Regions from separate parts of the Rattus norvegicus genome. Here regions 1 and 3 are each linked to region 2. Evidence: chromatin contacts called from public Hi-C data. All regions are on one chromosome and are shown on one strand. The core of a region is the stretch at or near the end of the contact, and the rest is flanking DNA. Distances in the headings are between cores, read along the strand shown.

The links. Hi-C and Micro-C count contacts between places; a contact is called where the count stands out from the background.
Region 1: a contact with region 2 is called in a Hi-C map of Schwann cells, with 6 times the contacts expected there. The contact joins the promoter of Ppp1r12a here to the enhancer-like site in region 2. A contact is called at or near these places in 7 of 12 Hi-C or Micro-C datasets (the A7r5 cell line, the Rat2 cell line, Schwann cells and 4 more) and 1 of 1 datasets of contacts at active chromatin or transcription factors (oligodendrocytes).
Region 3: a contact with region 2 is called in a Hi-C map of Schwann cells, with 2.9 times the contacts expected there. The contact joins two enhancer-like sites. A contact is called at or near these places in 2 of 12 Hi-C or Micro-C datasets (Schwann cells and kidney).

The regions. Positions count from the first base shown.
Region 1 is chr7:45,368,152-45,371,880 of GRCr8, reverse strand. Ppp1r12a (protein phosphatase 1, regulatory subunit 12A) reads right to left here and starts at 2,437. Exons shown (of 24, transcript NM_053890.2): 1 at 2,111-2,437. The coding sequence starts at 2,347.
Region 2 is chr7:45,129,872-45,133,424 of GRCr8, reverse strand. No RefSeq gene overlaps it. Among named protein-coding and RNA genes, the nearest start is that of Otogl, 34 kb to the right of the region's middle. Within about 2 kb of position 1,679, at least 17 of the 93 cell types and tissues checked have an H3K27ac peak or open chromatin away from gene starts, as enhancers often do. A contact at or near this core is called in Schwann cells, where this site is marked.
Region 3 is chr7:45,322,738-45,325,938 of GRCr8, reverse strand. No RefSeq gene overlaps it. Among named protein-coding and RNA genes, the nearest start is that of Ppp1r12a, 45 kb to the left of the region's middle. Within about 2 kb of position 1,893, at least 18 of the 93 cell types and tissues checked have an H3K27ac peak or open chromatin away from gene starts, as enhancers often do. A contact at or near this core is called in Schwann cells, where this site is marked.

The DNA of each region.
Region 1 (3,729 bases), core at 1,188-3,687, 240 kb before region 2:
TCAATGCTTCATCTTTTAAGGACTTTGGCTTCATTGATTTAAGGAAGGTGCTCTATGCCAACAGCAAATAAAAAGGCATAAACTTAGACACATCTACTTACGTGCTTGTCAACGCAAACAGAATATGCAGTCATAGAGCCTGTACCTATAGTTACCAAACCACCCATTCAGTCAGTCAAGAAGGTCTCATTAAGTCGGGCTTCTTTAAATAAGTAAAAACACATAAACACAAGCCTTTAAAAGCCAATTTCATGTCTTTTCTACTATCTAAACTAGTATTGCAACATAAAACAATATTAGACATTGTCCTCTTCCTCCAAGCCAATACAATTCTCCACAGGGAAGAAACTACATTTCTATTTAGCAGTTTTAGAAAACATACTGATATAAACCACTACCCAATTATTCTGACATGTAGTGTGCCTTGGAACCAATTTTTCACTTAAACTTGCCAAGGACACAAGAAAGAATACTTGGGGATTATTTTTTTTAATTTTACATAATGCCATTTTTTAATGCTGAAGTTGATTTCCTTCTCAAAATCATGTTTTCAGATCTAAGAGTTATAATGTGCCATAAGCTTTAAGCAAATGAACTTTGTATTATAGTAAAGAACCACCCTATATTTTCACTCAGTGCCATTCTAAATTCCAGATCTGTCCTCCAGATTGTCAGGCATTTCAGTCCTTCCAGTCAGCTTTGTAAACATAGGCTACGCCAAACTTGATATGTGAATTTGATTAAATAAAACTTTAAATGGTCATCACTTATTAAAGCAGGAAGCAATAAAAGGAAAATACCTCCATACCATGTCTTTTTAAAAGGTATAAAGTTAACAGGGGCAAAATAATAAAGTTTAGGTACAAAGTGCGAAGCCTTAGGTTTCAACCTCTGTTTTTAACCACACTATTATTCAAAATAGAGCTATGCTCTCCCACAGAACCAAGGGGAGAGAGCGGGAAAAGCCTTTTTCACTCGAATTTCCTAGTAATTCCAAGTTGCTTAACATGAAAATAGAAAGAATCTATGTTATGGCACCTATTACCAGCACTTAAAACTTGCTTTTCAAGCAGAACTCTAAGGGTTTTGTTGCTTTTGGCTTGTTAAAGGCAAAGCAACATTATCTCTGGATTGCCAATAGTTTCTCCTTATTTGGCTAACATTGAGAGATCCCAATCAGACTACTATAAAACTTTAACATGCACAAAGCATCCATTTTGAGAAAAGATTGTGATTAGCTTCATTTCTCCCCTCCACCCAACAAAAAAAAAATAAAATAAAATAAAAAAAATCAAAGTTTGGCAACCGTCTTTGAGGAGTACACATTGTTTATTCTTGTCTTTCCTAGCCCCGGTGTACACTCCAGGAGCCAGAGCTAATGGATCTGCGTCTCTGCGACAAACTTCGAGTACAGGAATCCATAGACTCTAGTTAAGAGGTGGGCAAGCCCACTTGGGAAGACTTCCTTATCTGATACACTAGCAAACCCCTCTCTTTCAGCCACCACAGAATAGCTAATTACACCCCGTTTTCCCCTCCCCAGTGACCAAGAGTAATAAAGGAGAAAACAGGAAATCGTTCGCTCAGGGCACCCGGCTTTAGGGCTCTTGATCACTATTATTATCATCGTCATTTGTAATCAAGTCCTGAAAAGTACACCAAGACCAATGCCCACCTACAGGTCAAAGGGGGTCCATCTGCTACAAGAATCCCTACCGCTCCCGGTTAGTGGATTTTCAAACTCCCCCACCCCCCGAGTCTATCACTGACACCCGGCCTCGGCACAACCCATTACATTACACTCCAGCTCGGCTTGACCCAGAGTACCAGACACATGTCCACAAATGGCCCTGGGGCCCCAAGAGGACCACAGTCCATTTTGTCCCGCGCCCAGGAAAATCAGCCGGCTCCCAAACTGCACAGGCAGCGAGCGAGCGGCTATGAAGGGGGCCTGGAGCCCCGCGCCCAGCCTCCGCCGACGGAGCCGCCCCCTCACCCGCAGCAGGGAGTCTCCCGCCACCCCCCGGCCTCAGCACCGGAGCCCTGAGAGGCCCGGGCGCGAGCACGACAGCGGGCCCGGGCTCCGGGTGAGGTCGGCGGGCACACAGACCTGGTGCAGGGCGGTGAGTCCGTCCACATTGGCGTAATTGATGTCGGCGCCGCGGTGCAGCAGCTTGAGAACCTCGTCCGTGTCGCCGCTGGAGCAGGCGGCGAGGAAGACGGCGCCATCGTCGAACTTCACCTTGGTCTTCTGGCGCTTCACCACGGGAGGCTCGAGGTCCGTCTCGGAGCCGATCCAGCGCTTCAGCTGCTCGTTCCGCTTCTGCTTCGCGTCCGCCATCTTCATCCCCTCTCCTGCCGCCGGCTCTTCTTATCGCGAGCGGGGGAAGGGGGCGGCGGCGAGGGAGGCGAGGGGACGCCGGGGGGTGTGCGACCGTGTCTGCGAGAGCGGGCCGGAGCGGAGTCGCGAGCCGGGGAGGAGACGCTCGAGACTTCCAGTATCCCACAGAGCACTGGGGCGAGCCCGGCAGAGCGGGCCTCTCTTCCTACCACAGACGCCCTCCCGCCCCCGGCACGGCCGCCCGTCAGCCGCGGCCCGGCTGAGCGTAACTTCGCGAGATCGCGGCCGGGGAGGCGCCCTGCGGTCAGTGCGCATGCGCGCTCCCGCCTCGGCCCGGCCCAGGAAGAGCTCGGCGGCCGAGTGCGGCGGGGGCGCTACCGGAGGGAAGCGGGTGTGGCTCTGGCTGCGGGGGCTGGGCCGCTCCTGGAAGGGAGGAGGCCGGGAAGGAAGGTTGTCCAGCGGGACCGAGGGCTCTGGAGGCTGCCCGTCGGGCGGCGAGGCGGTACCAGGCTGACCTGCCTCCGGGGCTGGTCCGGCCGCGCGAGGCGTCTGCCCAGGGCGGAGGGTTTTCCTATTGGCTGCGTGATTTGAATGGAGTGGGCACAGGTCGCGCATTAGGTGCTTGGGGGTGCTCTTCCCGAGGAACTCGGGTGAACCCGGGCGATCCTGACGAGGCCGTTTTAAAAGTGGGGTCGGAGTCGTCTCCACGGCCCTGTTGGCAGTGACCGAGGTGATCGCCTACTGGCAGGGGATGACCTGCGGTAATTGCGTTGGCTTCCTGCTAACACCCACTGCAGAAATGTCTTTCCTCTTAGGCTTGCTCGGTATTGTTGTTTTGTTTTCTCTGTCTCTTAAGCCTGTTTTGATTTCTTCTTCTTTCATCGCTTCCAGCCTGTGTGGCACTGCCCATGGGGTTAGTTCAGCCTTGTTAACTGGTTCTGACCTTTTAAGGGATTTATGGTTCCAGCTCCATTGCTTTCTATGGAGTGAAGACCCGGCTGCGTCTAGAATTCAAAAGGAATGTGGATGAAGGCAGTTACATCGACTGATACTTATCCAATACTTGTCTAATAAGTCGTGACTTCCTAGGCTCCGAAAATACAGTAAATATGATTGATTTGATTTCTTAAATTCTTAAATTTCTTAAGGTCTCGTGCTGTAAAAGACATTATCATAAAGAGACTTTAAATTTGTGTTTTCTAAACACTCTCCCTTTCCGTACACTCTAGATCTATAATGTCATAAAACCCTACCACTGAATGGAAGTTTGGGGATCCTCTAGACTGTGAGACTCCCAAAAGAAAACAGTTGCAATTCTCCTTTAACCTTGCCCTAACCGCCTCCCAGTGGTGGGGATACACCAGTGGAAAGTTATTTTCTTACTCTTA
Region 2 (3,553 bases), core at 430-2,929:
TACCTCTGGAGGTGCTCATTCCTTCAATATGAGAAAATAGCTATCTCTCCAAGCTCTGGGACATGCAGAATGATCCAGAAGGAAATGATGTCAGCATAGGAGGAATCTGGGCAGAAAGGAAGTAGGTGTAGTGTTTAGGGACATTGACTCTGAGGTCAGACCACAGTGACTGTGATGCAAGGTTTGTCCTATTACAAGTTAATATTAACCTCACTGTGTTGCAATTTCCTGATCTGCAAAATGAGAAGATGATAGAATGGCCATGATTAAATGAAGTGATATGTACAATACTTAGTGTCTAACATAGTGATTTTTTGTAAATGCTAATGATACTTCAAATGCCTGTGTCTCCATGTTTATGTAGAAAATATTATAATCGGAATTAATTGATGCTTTCACAATATATTACAAAGGGTTTTGGTATCCTTACTCCAAGGTGCAAACACAGTAAGACATTTCCTTAAAATTCTAAGAAATGCATTCATTGTTATGCAAACATCAGCGTTTCCACAAACTCAATGGCTATGATGTCACTATTAGCAGATATGACCTTACAGCATCATCACTGTATGTGTGGCCAGTTGTTGCCCAAAATGTTGCTATGAGACATGACTAAAATAATAGTAGAATAAAGAAAGAGAGAGTTAGATGAGGTCAGAAGGGCATAGCTCATGAGTGCCCAGCACAGTATCTACAAGTGAGTCATGTAATCAGCACTGGGATCCCGTCTGGAAAAAAGTTTACAGTTGGCACTCATGATTAGTTTTTAAAACAATCTTTGGGGGCAATCTCCTTTCTGCATTTTTTTCCTGCACCCCATTGTATCTTAGCAGTGCAGTAATTACTTAATTTCTCTGAAGGAGAAATGTTTCCAAAAATGAATTCATCATGGTTGCTTCCAAATGCATTGTTTCTTCCTGGATTCCTAATAGGTTAAGGACTCGACTCTATGATTAAGGTTCAGATAGGAAGCCTCCTGGCTCACCCCTTTGGCCTTTATCTATTCAATAAAGGCATCCTCTGTATGTCACAGTGTCCCCACCAGGCCCACCTTCCTGTTTTCCCTGATCCCTCTGCTTCAACTCCTCACTTTTTGTAAAGTGGTTCCTCCCCATCTGGTTTTCCTTTGGCTCCCTCTTCCCCTTTTCCCTTGCTCCAATATCTTGAATATTTCCCCCTTGGATGCATATTCCCCAGAGACAGAGTCATGTCATATCACTTACCCCAAACCTTTGAGGGATTACTCAGTGGATAAAGGCATGAACTACTAAGATAGATGACCTAGAATTCAATTTCCAGGTCTCACAGGGTAGAAAGAAAGAACTGACTCCCACAGGTTATCCACTGACTTCACATCCAGGCCAGGGCATATGCCTACACATACACATGCACACACATACATAGTGCGCTCAATATTAAAAAAAATATTATAAAGTTTTGAGTGCTTTTTCACGATGTTTCAAGTCAAGAAAAATCACCTGATAATCATTCTCATTGCACTGAAACTTCTTCAGCGCTCACAAATGCACAGAGCTATCCTAACTGCTGCTCCAAGAGAGCTATTTCTCCTTCATTTTTGTGTATCTGGATCTGTGTTCTCTTCTCATGACACAGAGTACATTTGCCTTGCTATGGTAGAATTCAGTGTGAAACAAGACTTGGCTTCCTGAGAATTCAAACCCCATGGAGTGCTGCCCTCTTTTGGTTTTAACAGCCAAGAGTCCCAACCACCAAATACGGAATAGTGCTGGGTGACTCATCTTTTCCTTTCAGTCAGAGCCCTCATGGAAACAAACAAGGCAGGGTGAAATAATTCCTCTCTCTCTCTCTCTCTCTCTCTCTCTCTCTCTCTCCCCCCCATCTTAACTGACTTCAAAGATTATTTGTTTGGGGAGATAGAAAAAAGATAAAAATCTGTATCGGAAACAGAGCTTTCATATAGTAAGCATAAACTCCAGGAAAGCCAATGATTATTTTGACCATATCCAGTGTGCCAGGGATCTTCAGATTAACAGAGACTTTTATGTATAAGGTAGGAGCTGCTCAGAGCAAACGTCCTAAAGGCCCTTTTAGCTAAAGGCCCTTTAAGATTAAGAACAACTTCCTGATTTAGAGACTGCATAGGCAAGTGAAAAGGTAAAAGTTGCCTTCTTTAGACCTCGTGGGTGTCAGCCATTCTGTTCTTGAATATTTAGTAGGAGCAAAGCAGAGGATAATTTGAGCCCAGTGAAAACTTAAATCACAATTTTAACAAAGGGTGATTGATGAGAGACTGACAGGAAAGAGTGGCCCCGTGACTGAGGGAATCTCATAGGATAGAATTGTTTTAGAAGAGTATCATTAGGAGTCATTTCATTTCCCTCCCTCCCTCCAGCTCTCCTTCCATATGCCTCCCTATGCCTTCTGCTGCCTCCCTCTGCCTCTGTCTGTCTGTCTGTCTGTCTGTCTGTCTGTCTGTCTGTGTCTCTGTCTCTGTCTCTGTCTGTCTCTGTCTCTGTCTCTCTCTGTCTCTCTGTCTCTCTGTCTCTCTGTCTCTGTGTCTGTCTGTCTGTCTGTCTGTCTGTCTGTCTGTCTCTTTCTCTCTCTCAACACAGATTGGTGTTTAGCCTAACTGTTATCAGACTGCCCTCACCCAGCAACGGAAGGAAACAGATGGCAGAGAGCAACAACCACACATTAGGTAGAGCTTGGGGAATCCTGAGGAAGATGGGGAGGAAGGATTGTAGGAGCCAGAGGGGACAGGGACACTGCAAGAAAACTCGCAGAATCAACTAATCTGGGCCCATAGGGACTCACAGAGACTGAACCGACAATTGGGGAGCCTGCATGGGACTGACCTATACCCTCAGATCATATGTTACAGTTGTGTAGCTTGGTCTTGTGGGACTCCTAACAGTGGGAGCAAGGGCTATCTTGACTATTTTCTGCCTATGGGACCCTTTCTGCTCCTGGGTTGTCTCTTCTAGCCTTAATAGGAGAGGAGGTACCTAGTCTTACTGCAACTTGATATACCATGGCTGGTTGCTGTCTATAGGAGGCCTGTCCTTTTCTGAAGACAAATGGAGGAGGAGTGGGAGGAGGAAAGGAAGGGGAAATTGAGGTCAGGATGTAAAAAAAAAGTGTTCTAGGATTGTTGATTTTAGAATGCTCTATGTCTTTGCTATGGATCTCACTGAACATCAGTGGATATGAGGGCAATGACAGTAGGCAGGCATGCACTATTAATAACGGGAAAACTCAACCGAGAATGGCCTTGAGCTTTATCTTCTGTTTCAGATCCAGCTTCCTTGGATCTGAAAGGGAAAGGCATTCCAACACTGAAACTCAGCGGGTGACAGGAAGCCCCACACCTCTTGGAGGAGGATAGGTTTGTGGGCTGGCACTTGATGCGATCTTGGCACCATCTTTGATTAGAGCTAATGTTAGTAGAAGGATCGGGTGTCAGGCATGAGAAGAGCTGTCTGTCGGCCACTGTCCTGAGAAGGTCAGCAGATCACCACCCTTTCTTTCTGAAATGTGATCTGGGGTCCACAAACAGCCACAATGAATTGGA
Region 3 (3,201 bases), core at 644-3,143, 190 kb before region 2:
GAAATTAATGGTGTGGTGAAAGCCAGGAATATCTCATCCTTAGCAAAGCCCAGGATTACTTGGTAAAAACTCTCAGCAGTGGTCCCATCTCACTGGGACTTTTACACTTGAAAGTCTGGTGTTGGAATTTCAGAATCTCTATTTTCAGAAGACTTTCTAATGATATTCAGACCCAACTGCTTGCTGTGGATTTCTGCTGGTGACTTGTATCTATACTGGAAGTAATTCTGCCACGCTAGCTATTGACAGCCTTCCTTCATTAGGTCAGATTTCTTGGTCTGATTTGGCCATACAAACAGTATGTTTATATTGAGGTCGTAATCCTCAGCCAGAAGTAGGACAGTGTGTCGAAGCTAGGGACAGCAATAGGGTTGTAGAGTTAACCTCATTCTTTTCTTGGCAATGTCTTATGTAGCCTAGGCTGTAAACTCATTATGTAGGCAAAGATGATATTGTATAGCTGGTCCTCCTGTCTCTACTTTCCAAGTGCCGAGATTACAGGCGTGTACTTCCACACCCAGATGATTAAGCACGATTTTTAACCTTCCTGGTTTGTTGGCCCAACAAGAAGTTTCATCCACACCATCCAGTATCTGCTAAGAGGACCTAATGTAGATGAGTAGACATTCCTGCCAGCTCCTTAGTCTGTATCCTCGTTGGGTTGAGCCACATAATCACCACTGGATATGCCGTTATATTGATCAGGGCCATTTCAGCTGCTACATCGCACGTATGAAGTCAAGAGATAACTTGTACAAGTCTGTTCTCTCCTACCACGTGGGACCTGGGAGTTGACTGAACCCAGGTTGTCAGGTTGGGTGATAAGTGCCTACAACCACTGAGCCATACCCCTGGCCCCAAGACCTATCCCTTTACCCAACAGCTATTTCCTAAGAGGCTACTAAACATTGCTTGATGTGCTGGGGTTGAAGTAGCAAACAAAACATCAGTCCTCAGGGCTTATATTCTGTTGGAGGGGGCAGAGCACAGGCCAGGGATTAGCCCTACCCTGAGGAGTACTGAGAAGTGCCCCAAGGAGCTAGAGCAGAATACAGATAGCAGAAAAGTTTTCTTTTGTGTTTCAACTTAAATTTTTTCACACAATACATTTTGATTCTTTCCCCTCTGCCAATGTCAACTCCTCCCAGATCTTCCCTACACATACAACTTTGTGCATCCCCCTCTTTCCTCCCCCTCTCTTCTTCTCTTTCTGTCTGGGAAAAAAAAAAACCTCCAAAAATAAAAATCAAAAGGAACAAATAACAACAAACCCAATGAGACAAAACATCAACAGCAGCAACAACAACCAAACCCAAAGCAAAACAAAACATGTAGCTCATTTTGTGTTGGTCAAATACTCCTTGGGATGGGGCCTGCCCTTGACTGACATGGCGTACTCATGGCCATTCCATTGAAGAAAAATGATTTTTTTCTTTCCCAGCAGGCATCACTTGCAAGTAGCTTTTTATTTGGATAGGAGTGGGACTTTGTGTCCATGTCCCCTTCTTAGTGCTGGGATACTGTGTAGCTCAAACCATCGTCCATCTTGTGTAAGCTATACAGCCTCTGTTAGCTCTTGCCTATCAGCTCTGTTATGTCCAGAAGATGCTGTTTCCTTGGGACCCACCATCCTTGGCTCTTTCAGTTATTCTTTCCCCTCTTCAGCATAGATCCCTGGGCTCTGAGGGGAGGACAGTAGAAACGTATCATAACTCAAACTAGAGCAAGGACCTGAACGAGCCCGTGACGAAAGCTCAATGACAGGCGTTGCCTAGCTAATAGCAAGTGCAGTCTGCGTGTGCGGGATGTGCCCGGGGTCCACAGGAGTTCAAGGAAGGGTCGGACTGCAGGACAGGCCTCAAGGGAAAGGCTTTTCCAGCTCTCAGATCGGGCTCTGAATCAGATGCTGAGTCCCTTCGGATCCCTCTAAAACACCAGCTCTTTGTGTTCAAGGTCCAGAGGGTAGAAAAGGAATGAATCACAGATAGGCTTTGCGAGCCCAGGGTGAGTAAAACAGAGATAACAGAGCTCAGGCTCTGGCTGAACTGAATCCCGCAGTGCAGCCACGCCCTGTTCGCATTGCATTTCTATCTTTAAACTGCAGTCCGCACAGAATGGGAGCGCGGGGTCACGCTGCCTCCCTGTAAGAATTCCCTTCTGATCTCTTAGCACTTTCTGCCGAGATGGAGAACAGGGAGGGTTGGCACACATGGGTATGAGATCAGAGAATTATGCAGCTGGTACTTTGTTTAAAAGGAATTCCCACATTTCTCCCTCCCCTTACGGTATCAGGGAGCGTTTCTTCCAACAAAAAGGCTGGCATGACTTGATGCTTCCCTGATTTGTTCTTTATTTGAATTGGAATGATCTGTTAGGGTGAATAATTGTATAACTCACAGACACAGAAGACACTGTGGAATGACTGTGTAATGACTTTTTTCTGCACGTTAAAGTAAAATTTCCTGCAAAAAAAAATCACTATTTAAATGATGGATGGGCCTGATAGTTGACTTTTCCCCTCTCTTTCAGTGTTGAATGGAAATATATTTTATCATGAAAAACAGATTCTTGTGGAAGATGTTATATTCTCTCTCTCTCTCTCTCTCTCTCTCTCTCTCTCTCTCTCTCTCTCTCTCTCTCTCTCAATTTTTATTCTTTGAGACATGGTTTTTCTTTGTAGCCTTGACCTGTCCTGGAACTTGTTCTGTAGACCACTGTAACCCTGGCTGGCTTTGAACTCATAGAGATCTGCCTGCTTGTGCCTCTGTCTCCCTAGTGCCAGGATTAAAGGTGTGCACCCCCATCGGCCGGCCGTCATAACAATTGTCTATGAAAAGATCTGATAATGGAATAGGATTAAAAAGTACATGACCACACTTAGATTTGTGGTTTGCAGAAAAGAAGAGTAGAGTAGAATGAAGCCAAGTATTTTGAGAACATGGACAACCTTTGAAATTATTTTTTTTTAAATGTAATTGGAAATGTTTGAACTTTGTCTTCTGAATTTTGCATGAACATTTAGGCAAGTTTTTGTTTCATTTTAACTTTTGGGCATTCTTGTTCCTTAAAAAGCCATTTTACTATTATGATGCTGATGCTGATGCTGGAGGAGGCTGTCACACATTGGGTTATAGCGCTTTGGGAAAGTTCGTTCCCCATTCGTTTTATATATCATGCCACGTCTCTACCTATTCCTAAGGA